2 separate regions of the Pan troglodytes genome follow, and region 2 is linked to region 1. The links are chromatin contacts, called in public Hi-C maps. All regions are on one chromosome and are shown on one strand. The core of a region is the stretch at or near the end of the contact, and the rest is flanking DNA. Distances in the headings are between cores, read along the strand shown.

Region 1 (6,507 bases), core at 47-2,546:
CATTAGAAGGCTGGAACATAGTAAGGCATTTCTGCATTAAGACACAGGCCCTTTCCAATCCAGGCCGCTCCTGTCTGTCAAAGCACAAAGCAACCTTCACAAGTCAGGACAGGGAGGGGCAGTCAAGAGGGAGTCTGAATTTCTGGAAAGTCGGCACCTTCTCCTCCCATCTGTCTGCACTCTCAGATCTCCCATTCTAGAGATTCTCCGGATTTGCTCCAGTCTCCACTCAGAATGGGAAATTCTTTCTTGCCTGTGGCATTCTTGGGCCTTCTATGATCCATTCTCCTTAGACCTGCTGGAATCGGGATCATAGCAGCGTGAACCCAGAGGGCAATTCTCATCTTAAGATGGCACAGGGGCCACGCGCCAGACGGGCAGGGCAGCCACCCTACCTGGATGGAGTTAGGGAACTGGGGAAGTGCAAGGAGAGACAGGAGTGGTTTAAGAGGAAAGGGGGCTGCCAGGGATGACCCTGAATGGGAGGGGCCTGGGGGAATCTTTCTCACTTCAGCAGGGTGTTCCCCAGGAGGAGAAAATCAGAAATCAACATCCAGGGAGAGGATTTCAGCTTTTCAAGTGACCTCTCACAAATAATACCAGAAACAAAAGCGTGTGCACATGTGACAACGATGTGAAAAATGATGTATTTAGGTGCATAACCTGGAAAGCCTAAAAGATACATAAAAATTGCTTTTTTTTTTGCGGGGAGAGATGTTATGGGCAGGGTTTTTTTGGGGGGGGTGGGAAGGGGTAGTAATAGGTGTTTTCCTGCAAATTGTGCTTAATGTCATTTCTCATTTTAAAGAAAACCACAATACTTGGCATTGTCACAGAAACTCCCCTGGATCTTCTGGGACCTACCTTTTCACAAGGGAATTTTTTGTTTTAGGATGCCCATCTGAAAACTTGAATTTATCATGTAAATGCCATACTGAAGACACCGTCTCCAGAATCAATTCTTCTTTAATGGGGATGCGGTTTGCTTAATTCGGAGCCCTAATGGCAACGTCATTAAGGTCTGGGTTTAGTGTCTTGGGATCCAAACCTTTGTCACGGATAGAAAGGTGGAGGAAAGAAAGGCCCCCGTGCTCTAAAACAGCTGAATATGTCACCCTCCGAAGTCCAGCCTCGGCCAGAGCCCGTGAGATGCAATGCACCATCCGCAGCGGGAGACGCAGCCGCCGCCTAGGGGGTCGTGCGCGCCTCTGGGTCTCGTGCCGCACCCAGAAGTGCCGGGGTGGCGGGGAGGCTGAGGGGAGTTGGTAACGGCATCGCCATGGCAACAGTGACGTCCTTTTACCCTGGATCTAATTGGAGGAAACCCCGTGGCCGAAGCCGCAGCCTGCCGGCCAACCGAACTTCCCCGTGCCGACCCACCCTCCTAGCCTCCGCGTTCCCTCCCGCTCCGCCCCCCTCGCCCCCTTCCGCGCGCTCGGTCCTCATTGGCCAGCGGCGCGCTGGGGGCGGGACTCTCGGGACAAGCTCGGCGCATCATTGGGCGGTGGACCGCACCTCGGCCCCGGGGTAGGCTGACACGGGAGGGTCCTCAGCTAAAGCCAAAAGCAGATCAAAGTGGTGGGACTCGCGTCGCGGCCGCGGAGACGTGAAGGTGAGCGCCTGGGTCAGCCCGCGGGCTTCCTCCGGCCGCGCTCGGATTGAGGGCCGGGCGGAGGTGCCGCCCTTGAGAGCAGCCGGTTGTCGATGCCGCTCCCCTCAGGGACGGCTCCGGGCGGGAAGGTGCGGGGCCAACGGTCGCTTCCATCTTGGGCCGGCCGGGCGGGGGTGGCGGGAGCGGCCGCGGCTCGGGCTCCCTGCGCGCGGGGCCTCCGCGCCGCCCCCGCCTCCTCCAGCCGCGGGCCGCGGCCTCCCCGGGCGCCCAGCGGGGGAGGGGGCGGGGGAGAGGGAAATTCAAGCGGCCGCGTGTGCGGGAGACAAAAGCGGGCGGCGGGCCGCATTGTCTGACGGCGCTCCCTCCCTGCTTTTTGTTCTCGCCTCGCCGCCCCGCCCCTCCGCAGCTCTCGAGGCTCCTCCCGCTCCGGGTCGGCGCTCGCCCTCGCTCTCCTCGCCCTCCGCCCCGGCCCCGGCCCCGGCCCCGGCCCCGCGCCCGCCATGGAGAAGACTGAGCTGATCCAGAAGGCCAAGCTGGCCGAGCAGGCCGAGCGCTACGACGACATGGCCACCTGCATGAAGGCAGTGACCGAGCAGGGCGCCGAGCTGTCCAACGAGGAGCGCAACCTGCTCTCCGTGGCCTACAAGAACGTGGTCGGGGGCCGCAGGTCCGCCTGGAGGGTCATCTCTAGCATCGAGCAGAAGACCGACACCTCCGACAAGAAGTTGCAGCTGATTAAGGACTATCGGGAGAAAGTGGAGTCCGAGCTGAGATCCATCTGCACCACGGTGCTGGTGAGTCCTCGGCGCGGGGAGCAGGGGAGGCCTTTTGTGAGATGCTTTTCATTGAGAGTTTCGCGGGCACGGAAACAAACGTGAGCCGGGGCTTGCCGGACTGTCTGCTGGGGTGGAGGGTTTCAGGTGAGCCCTGACTTCCCTACTGTGTCCCTCCGGTTCTTGAGACTCAAGAAGCCGCTTTTCCAAGGATAAGTCCTTTTTTTCCCCCCCCAGATGCTGGGTAGCTACCAAACGATGGAACTTGGAAACATCCAAGTAGATCTCTGCGAGACTGAAAGGCGTTTTTAAGTTTCTTGTGCGGGGAGACTGCGTCCTGAGATCTGTGAGCCCTTTATATGTATTCAGTCGGTTCACAAGCTTCAGGCAGTTGAAAGAAGGCGCAGGCACCTTTTTGTTACAGACAATGTAGTAGGGATTTTTTCCCAAACCCAGTAATGGAAATTTACTTAGAAAATCTGAACAGATACTTTATTTTTCAAATAAGAGTATCTGTTGTGCCCCCCCCCCACCCCTCATAAACAGGAGAGGAGGGGAGTTCGGGAAATGTGAAAAGGACACAGCTGTGTCTGAAGAACACAATGTCCTGGTAAATTTCAACATTTAATAACATTTCCTTGCTGTTGCACACCTGTGCTTAAACACTAGTGTTGAAGTGAATTCGTTTCCAGTGTGGAGCAGACAAGGAAAGCTTTCCAGGTTTTGAACTGTCCAGTCTTAGCAAGGACGATTGTTGGGTGGAGTAGGTGGCTGCTGTGATTCACCCTTATTAGTGAGAGAGAACATTTTTAGCTTTGTCATTCCATGGATCTTTTGATCCGTAGGATAAGTTTTTAAAATTGAAATACCAGCATTATATCCAGGAGTGTTTTTAAATGTTTCAGTGCTGCAAAGAGTCATTTCTATGAATAAAATGGGAAATAATCTGATATGGTTTGCCTTTTAAGTGTCACTTTTACAAGAGGCCTACTTATTTTTGATGTGTTTGTGCACATCATATTTTAGGTGGGCTTTGATAGACAAGCATACTAGACTGGCGATTTTTCAAAAGGGAATGGAAGAAATAATTTCTCCCTGGCCTCCTCCCCCACCCCCACCCCCCAAGCCTTCTTTCTTCAACTCATCAGAATGGTGGGGCAGGAAATATGTTCCCCACCCCTTGTTTAAAAAAAAAAATCCACGAAACTTTTTTAACCTATATATTTTTCTAATACGATGACAGGCGATCCGGACAAAATCATGGCTGATGGAAATAACTGGTAAAGAGGCAAAGAAAGTAATGCAGACAGAGTGTGTACTAAAGTGGAGAAAACTTAAGATTATTTACTTTATGAAGTCAAAACTTCGTTGTATTCTTCCGTGTGCTCTTAGCTTCCAGTCCCTGCGTGGCATTGAAGAAGCACTTGTAAAAGCTTTTTGGACTGAATTGCTCGTATTAAAAAATTTTGCCAACTTGAAAGTAGTGGTAGACTTCAACTTGAGTAACATATGGTAATGGCTGTTAACAGCATTATCTGTTACCAGGGGAAGACTCCTAAGAATTCCATATGTTAAGGTTTTCTATGTATGTATTTTGGATACTCTTACAGCATATTTCATTTCTGTTCGGTTTATTACTTTTCAGTTAGTTACCTTGAAGCAATTCAGAATCACCGCGTGATTTTTCTTGTTCTTGAGCAAGGTGACTCTGAGCCAAAGGAATATTCGTTTTATTTTGTGGCTCTTATAAATTCTGCTTTTTATGATGGCATAAGTCGGGGAAGAGTTTTGCTTAGTTGATACGTAGCTTGAGAGAGAGACCAGGTGTTATTAGAATAGAACTTTCATACAGACCATTTCAATGGGGACAACCCCTGAATTTAGGACAGTCTCTTTTATATACTGAGAAGAAATAGAATAGTTTGATGAATCCGAGACACCAAGGCATAAATGAAATATTCATAAAATGGCTTAAGAGGCTAACTGGGGCTTGGTGGCCAACCTATAAAAAATATCCTGGGAAAGCACTTCTTCAAGTTGGCAACTGTATTGAGAGCTTTCTGTGTGCCAGGCACTGTGCTCTGAGCAATATGGGGAGGAACAAAACAGAACCGTGGATTTTGCCCTCTGATGATTTATAATTTAGAGAGCATGTGAGAGATACACAAACATAAATAACACAATATTCCCATCAGATGGTTAATGAACACAATGCTATGTAGTCTGAAGGAAATAGAAACCTTTGAAAAGGCTTCACAAAGATACCGTTTTTTGGGGGTGAACGTTGAGGGAAGAGGCTGGCGGAGGTGTCAGTATTAAAGGAATATCCGGGATAGGGCTTGTTCAGGGAACAATGTGTCGGCGTGGCTGGAGCAGAGTTCATGTGTAGAGTTGTTGCAGGAGACAAGCCTAGAAAGGAAGGCAGGCATCATCATTTATAGAAGATTGAAGTAAGGGGGGTTTCTTCATTTGGTTGATGGGAAACTGGTTTTTTTAAAGTTTTATTTATTTATTGTAGAGATGGGATCTTGTTACGCCCAGGCTGGTCTTGAACTTCTGGCCTCAAGCAGTCCTCATGACTTGGCCTCCCAGAGTCCTGGGATTACAGATGTCAGCACCACTGTACATGTAGCAGCATCTAGAATTCATGGTTTGAGGGCTGACTAACCAGTCTGTGATCTGAACTGACAGATAAGGAAGTTATAAGACAAGTGATAATTGATGAGTTAGTTTAATAAGGAGTCTAGGAAAGTAGAGTAACACCTAAAGTTTTTGAACATGCATGCTAATATAGGGTTTTCTTTTTTTCCTTTGGTGAACAGGAAGAAAGATTTGGTGTGGAGGAGGTGAGACTAACTTGGTGATTATAGAAGACTAGTTAAAGTAACATGAAGGATAGCTAAATTTTTGGTAGAAAAGAGCAGATATTCTCAGCCTCTTCCCTTTCATAGAGTAGGTTGGGGCAGAATTACTTAAACCATGTATTCAAAATAACTGTGTGAACAACTCTTCAACCCTTTTGATAATCACGGTATTGAAAGAGGTTACTGAACCGTGGAAGCACCAAAAAATGTTAAAATCCAAGAGTAAAGAACTATAAGTGATCCAAACTCTCTAAGATGAGGGGAGTTAAGATTTCATCCAGTTAGAGCTGTCTCTCAGTGTCATTGTAAAACCGAAGACTTTGGGCTTAACTTTCTAAGTCTCTTCGAGTTCTCATGGTTTGGGGCTGTAGAGTAATGTAGGTCCTAGCCATTCTGCTCTGCTCTGACATCCTTCCACCTCTTAAGTGAGTAGTTTTTAAAGTCCAGATTGAAGAATACATGACAGGTTGAAAACTGGTGACTTTAGGGAAATGGCTTCAGAAAGAAGTGAGGCAGAAGTCATTGGTGATCTTACTGAGTGTTGGCAAGAGCAAAATTTAGACACAAAAAAACTGGGCTTTGGCTGGATGTGGTGGCTCATGCCTGTAATCCCAGCACATTGGGAGGCCAAGGCTGGTGGATCACCTGAGGTCAGGAGTTGGAGACTAGCCTGGCCAACATGGTGAAACCCCATCTCTACTAAAAATACAAAAAAATTAGCCAGGCGTGGTGGCACATGCCTGTAGTTCCAGCTACTCGGGAGGCCGAGGCAGGAGAATCACCTGAATCTGGGAGGCGAAGGTTGCAGTGAGCCGAGATGTGCCACTGCACTCCAGCCTGGGCCACAGAGCGAGACTCTGAAAACAAAAACAAAACCCTGGGCTTAAATATTACAGCTAAGATGTTTAGGAGTCATTAAGTAGAACTTGGATGTGAGGGAAGGGCAAATGGAAAAAGTTAGAGGGGTTCACAAAGCTCTTCTGGGACTTGGGAACAAAATCTGTCATTTACAAAGTCAGTGACCTTGGAATAAGAACCAGGCAGTTTGAGTGTATACAAGATAATTTCTATCTTAGACATCATATTATCCTCTCCTGTACATCAGTTCTAGTAGAATTTCAGTAAATTACTTCAGCATAATGCATAAACAATTTCAGAAACTAAAGTGCATATCGCAATTTTTAAAAATGAGAGTTAAAATAGTATGTAGAGAATCTCTGGAAGTTGTCTGTCTTAGTGTAAAAGCTTTGTAACCTTA
Region 2 (5,561 bases), core at 2,641-5,140, 210 kb after region 1:
CCTTTCCCAAATTTTCCAACCTTCTATCCTCTTCTTCACTTGAGGCACGGGCCATCTTCTGCATCAAAAAAATAAACAGTCCATTTGTAAATTTCCTCAACTTCATGTTGGTACAATAATTAAGAATACATGTACCAACAGGGTACCAACCTGCCCACATCTGTCTCCTTCTATTTCTCCTCTATAGATAGAACAGACCTCTCTTTCCACAATGAATCTTTCCACCATTCTACTCTACATACTCCCTCCCTCCGAGGAACTCAACACTGCTGTGTCATTGACATTTTCCTCACTGTCTGCTCTTTACCATCCAATCCAAATTTAAACATACTACAGCCATGTTCATCCCCAAATTAAAATCCCTTGACTCTAAGCTCCTTTAGTTCCCACTTTATTCTTTCCCCAGACCACCTCCTAGGGCAGTGGACCCTCTTGTACTTCCTCACCTTCTACTCGCTCCTCAATTCGCTATACTCTGGCTTTTACCAATCACTTTTCTGAAACTGTCCTTGCTGCTCAGTAGTCATTTCAGTCTTTTTTTTTTTTTTTTTGAGACAAGGTCCCCCTATGTTGCCCAGTCTGGCCTCCAACTCCTGGGCTCAAGTGATCCTCCCGCCTCAGCCTCCCAAGTAGCTGGAACTATAGGTGTCAGTCCCTATCTTGTTCTCTTGGCAGCCGTTGTCACTCCTAAGGAGTACCTGCTCCTTCCTCAAGCACCTCTCTCTTGGCTTCTCTGACCTGATGCTCTCATCTTGTCTTGCTGGCTTTCCTGTTTCCTTCACATATTCAGCCACCTCTGCCTACCCTTTAAATGTTGATATTCCGACGGTTTGCTCCTTGGCCAACTTCTCAATCTTCATTCTCATCTTTCTGACATGCTAAGGACTTCCAAGCCTGTATTTGTAACCCAGATTGTTCTTCTGAATTCTAGACCTTTAATACATACACGTGACACTAGGTATCTCTACTAGGATCTCTCCCGGGACTTCATATTCAAGATGCCAAACTAGTTTCCACCACATGCCCCGTACTTGCTCTACTTTCTTCCTGAAATGCTTTGTCTTCAGATATTGATGTGGTTGGCTCCTTTGTATCATTTGGGTCTCAGTTCCAACGTCACCTTCTCAGATGCTTTCCCTTGACTACCTCCTCTAATTTGCCCTTCACAGCAAGCCACAACCCAGCATCAGTTATCTTAATACAACTACATGAAGTTATTGTATCTACTTATGTCTTCTTTCAGGCTACTAAATGAAAGCTTCCTAAGAACAGAGGCATTGTCCATCTTATTCACTGCTGTATTGCTACAGTACCTGGCATGTAGCACATCACAAAAAATACTTATTGAATGAACAAAACTCCTCAATTTTGAACCTTGGAAAGATTATGCTAAATGAAAGATGCCAGAGACAAAAGAGTATGTATTGTATGATCACACTTACATGAAATGTCCAGAACAGGCAAATCTATAAAGAAGTAGATTAGTGGTTGCTTAGGGCTGGAGAGGTAGTGGGGATTGTCTATGACGGCTAATGAATACAAGGTGTCTTTTGGGAGTGATGAAAATGTGCTGGAATTAGAGAGAGGTGATGGTTGTATAACTCTATGTTAAGAACGACTGAATTATACTCTTTAAATGAGTTGTATGGTATGTAAATTGTGAGTTGTATGGTATGTAAACTGTATCTCAATAAAGCTGTTACGAAACAACCAAATTCCCAAATTTACTCCAGAGTTGCCCCATCTCTTATACTCCTTGAGTGAATAACACTACCCTTTCCCAACTGCCAAACTTAGGAATCTGATCATAACATCCTCTCTGCCCTGCCTTCCCTCCCCACAACCACCCTTCCAGATACAGCTGATCAGCCACAAAATCCTGAAGATCTCATTTGCATACTCTCTCACACTCACGTCACTCAGTACAGGCTCTCGTCACCTAGACTTGGAATCTTTCAATATCTTACTGAATCTGCTCTACTCAATCCATCCTTTTATTCATCTGCTACACTGCTGCCAGGAGAGATTTTCCTAAAACATAATTCCCACAATATCCATGCTTGCTTAATAGCCTTCGCTGGCTCCCTGTAATTGACTTGATAAAGGTCCAAACTCCTGTGTATACGAGGTGCTTCCTAAACTGGACCTCAACTGCCTGTCGCTTCATCTGCTAACTCAACTCTTTAGCAACAGCCATGAGGAATCTGGCCACAAGCTGTGACCACTCTCACTTTCATATGTGCCACTTCCACTGCCTAGAACATCCTGGGCCCCCCAGTCTTTAACTCCTACTCATTCTTTAGGACTCAGCTCAGGCATCACATTTTTCAGGATCCACGAAGTATCCTTTCTTCCTCAATCTGTCAGAAATCCCTTTTCCATACTTTCACAGTGCTCAGTGCAATGCCTACCTGCGCTCTTAGATTAGCTATTATTTACAAAGCACCTACCGCGATGTTCACTCTTCAAGTTTTATCTTATTTCCATATGAGAAAACGGGTTCAGTGAGATTGTTGTCCTACTAATTGGTCAAGTAGATAATGGACTTCAGGTCTGACTTCAAAGTAATGGTCTCCTATTATTCCAAAGTATCTCTCCAATATTTCCCACTGTGCACTGTAATTCTCTCCAAAAGGGCGAGAGCAATTAACTGGGCCCTCTGTTGCGTCTATATCCCCACGTGTGGTGCTTGACACTTGCTCAGTGTTTGCTCATTACAGGAAGACATGACAGGTGTGAACTAAGCAGAAGGAAACGGACTATGTCCCAAGCAGGTGCTCAATGAAGCCTTACTGAATGAATGTGTAAAGGAGATACTTTCTACCTTTTGGAATGCGTATATTCATGTTGTGCCAACTAATATCTAACAATAAACATGTTGTGGGTTCGAAATGCTCATCTGTAGGAATTCAAGTTCTCTACATTTGCATCTCCCCTTCAGCAGCATTCCCGACTGATGAGGATCGTGTCCACTGAAAGGCCACTCTCCTTATGGACAGTCGAGGGCTGAGTTTTTGTCCCTAACACCTCTGCACTTTCTCCTCTCCAGCTTTACACCTTCCTTATTCTACTAGGGCCTGAGCTGAGAAGATCGAAACTCACGGCAAGTCCCTAATATTTTCTAACTTCTGGCACATGTGAAGCCCTGGTGTTAAGAAACAGACTTAATTCTTCCCTGCACCGCTGTAGCCTCATTCAGGTCTCCTCTCATCCTGTCGGTCATAAGCTTCACCGGCTCCCTCACAGCTTGCCCTGACGCGCAGAGATCCGTGCTTGTGCTAAGTGAAAACGCTTCTTGTACGAAAGCGAGCGGTGGCCCCGTAAAACTTTTTTTTCCGACTCCAACATACCCTCCCTTGAAACTGAAAAAAGCCAAATCCCGTTCACTCTATAGCAGGCCCCTTCCGATCAACGGTCCTCCAACCCCTCGAGCCTGAGAAGCCTGGCCCGCAAGCGCGGACCAAAGGCAGTCTGCCGGGGTAGGTGGGAGCGCGGGCGACGGAGGAGGCCAAAGTCTCCGGTTACCCCTCGCGCCCCTCACAGCCCGTGGCTTCATTCCCTCTCTTGCTGGTCCCTTACAGGGGTCGGATCAGCAGCTGGTCGCTCTCCTCAGCAGGAATCGCAGACATCCCGAAAGTGTGAGGGCGAAGCGGGAGTGAGGAACAGGTCGCCGGGGTCTTCCTAAATTGGAAGCACAGCCACCGGTAAATAAAGAAGGAAGAACCCCATTCACCAAGAGCACAACTTCCGTCACTCCGGAGCCCGCGGCACTAGACTCCTCCCCTCGACTTCCGGTCGGGGGACGCCGCTCGCGAGCCTTCCCACCACTTGGGGTCCTGGAACCGGGGGCGGCACGTCAGGACTGCGCCTGCGCATAGTCTTGGAGGCGCGGCCCGGCGGACGTGGGCAGGAGGGCTGGAAAAACCGGCGCTGGAGCGGGAACGGGAGTAGCTGCCTGGGCGCCGAAGGCCGCGGCACTCCCACGCGGACCCCGAAGTCCGCAACCCGGGGATGGGCCCGCGGCTGCGAGGTGAGCGCCCAGCCCTCGTCCCGCTTGGGGCCGAGCTCGCGGAGGCCTGACGGGAACACGGCCCCGAGAGCGGTGCGGACGGCCAGGAAGGATGGGTGGGGCCGCGGGGCGGGCGGAGGAGGGATGCCTGGGCTCGGGCTTGGTTCCGGGCGGGGCCGCGCTCCCGGGGCGCGGGTGGAGGAGCTTGGAACCGCAGATCGGGCGTGGGCTTGCGGACTGCAGCTTCCCGAGCCGCTGTCGCCCCGGAGGGGCGGCAAGGCGGGCGGCGCGGGCCGTTTCCTTGCCTCTTCCTCTGCCCCGCTTCGGCCGCCTCCCGCCTCTCAGGGTCGGGGTTGTCTGTCCCCTTCGCTGTCACATCCTCCGCACCCAGCGCTTGGAAGGTGCTCCATCACGGTGACAGACAGGTGCCAAGCAGGCTGGCGTCTGGGAGGAACTTCAGAGCCGGCTCTCCCTAGGCCCCGAGCTTGGCCGCATCCGTCCTTACTCTGGTGACCCTGGGCAGGTCACTGACTCTTCGGGCGCTTTGGCATCCTCGTTTGAAAGGGGCTGTTATCCTGCAGCCTTGCTGGTCGGTGAGGGTGAGGGTGAGAGGGATCTGTGCACCTAGCACCGTGCATGGCACGTGGTAGGCGTTTGGTACATGGGAATTGCTGTTGGGGTGTCACCTCCCCAGAAAGTTCTCGGCTTCAGTAAGCGCGTCCCCTGCCAGGCGCCCTGGCAATGCAGAGGAGTCACCGAGCTCCGCCTTTGACCAGCGTGCAGCTGGGAGAGTGAGATCAGAGACCACAGCAGATCGTGGCGCTGTGATCAGGGGGTACACTCAAGCTGTGGGTCCCTTACCCCAGCCTTGAGATCCCAGGAAGGCCTGCAGCCTGAAACGGGCCTTGAAAGGTAAGAAGTAGCCAAGTGCCTGAAAGGTGAAGGACGTCCCGGGCGGTGCAAAGCAGGGGCGCGTGGAGCATCGCGCTGAGAACCAGGAGCAGCTTTGCCTTGCTGAGATCAATGAACTGTGCCCGGGTTGTGGAGGATGGAAGTGGAAAGGTGATTAGGAGCTGGGTCCTGGAGGACCTGGGGTGTCGTGCTGAAGAACGTTGACTTTGGTCTCTGACTTTGGAGAACCAGTGAAAGATTTTCAGCAGGCTAGTGGCATTAGATTCATGTTTGAAAGAAATCATTTTAATCGTTTTGGCTGCAGTGTGGGGGTAGATTTAAAGTGTTAGGGAATCCAGTAGGACAAGGTCCCTTATCCACGAAATATCCTTGGGTTTGTGAATTCCTTAAATTCATGCCAAACTTTGTATGGATGTGCATTTTTATAGGGTGAGGATCCATCACATTCATCAGATTCTAAAAACATAGTGTCTGTGCCCATGGTCTAGGATGACGGGGGCCCTGGTGGAGAGCTGGCTCAGAGAGCTCTTCAGGTGGGGTATACAGTGGGTCTTGGTGCCAGATTGGATGTGGGGCCTGAAGGACAGCAAGGAATTCATGATTTTCTGGCTTCCTCCAGCAATAATAGAATCTCCTGACA

The links. A called contact is a pair of places that touch in the nucleus more often than the background predicts.
Region 2: a Hi-C map of stem cell-derived neural progenitor cells shows a contact between it and region 1, with 5 times the contacts expected there. The contact joins the promoter of ITGB1BP1 here to the promoter of YWHAQ in region 1. A contact is called at or near these places in 1 of 7 Hi-C or Micro-C datasets (stem cell-derived neural progenitor cells) and 1 of 1 datasets of contacts at active chromatin or transcription factors (stem cell-derived excitatory neurons).

What each region holds. Positions count from the first base shown.
Region 1 is chr12:113,245,866-113,252,372 of NHGRI_mPanTro3-v2.0_pri, forward strand. YWHAQ (tyrosine 3-monooxygenase/tryptophan 5-monooxygenase activation protein theta) reads left to right here and starts at 1,297. Exons shown (of 6, transcript XM_003308878.6): 1 at 1,297-1,612; 2 at 2,019-2,406. The coding sequence starts at 2,113.
Region 2 is chr12:113,450,075-113,455,635 of NHGRI_mPanTro3-v2.0_pri, forward strand. ITGB1BP1 (integrin subunit beta 1 binding protein 1) reads left to right here and starts at 3,891. Exons shown (of 6, transcript XM_063790130.1): 1 at 3,891-4,030. CPSF3 (cleavage and polyadenylation specific factor 3) reads right to left here and starts at 3,747. Exons shown (of 18, transcript NM_001246367.1): 1 at 3,580-3,747. The coding sequence starts at 3,629.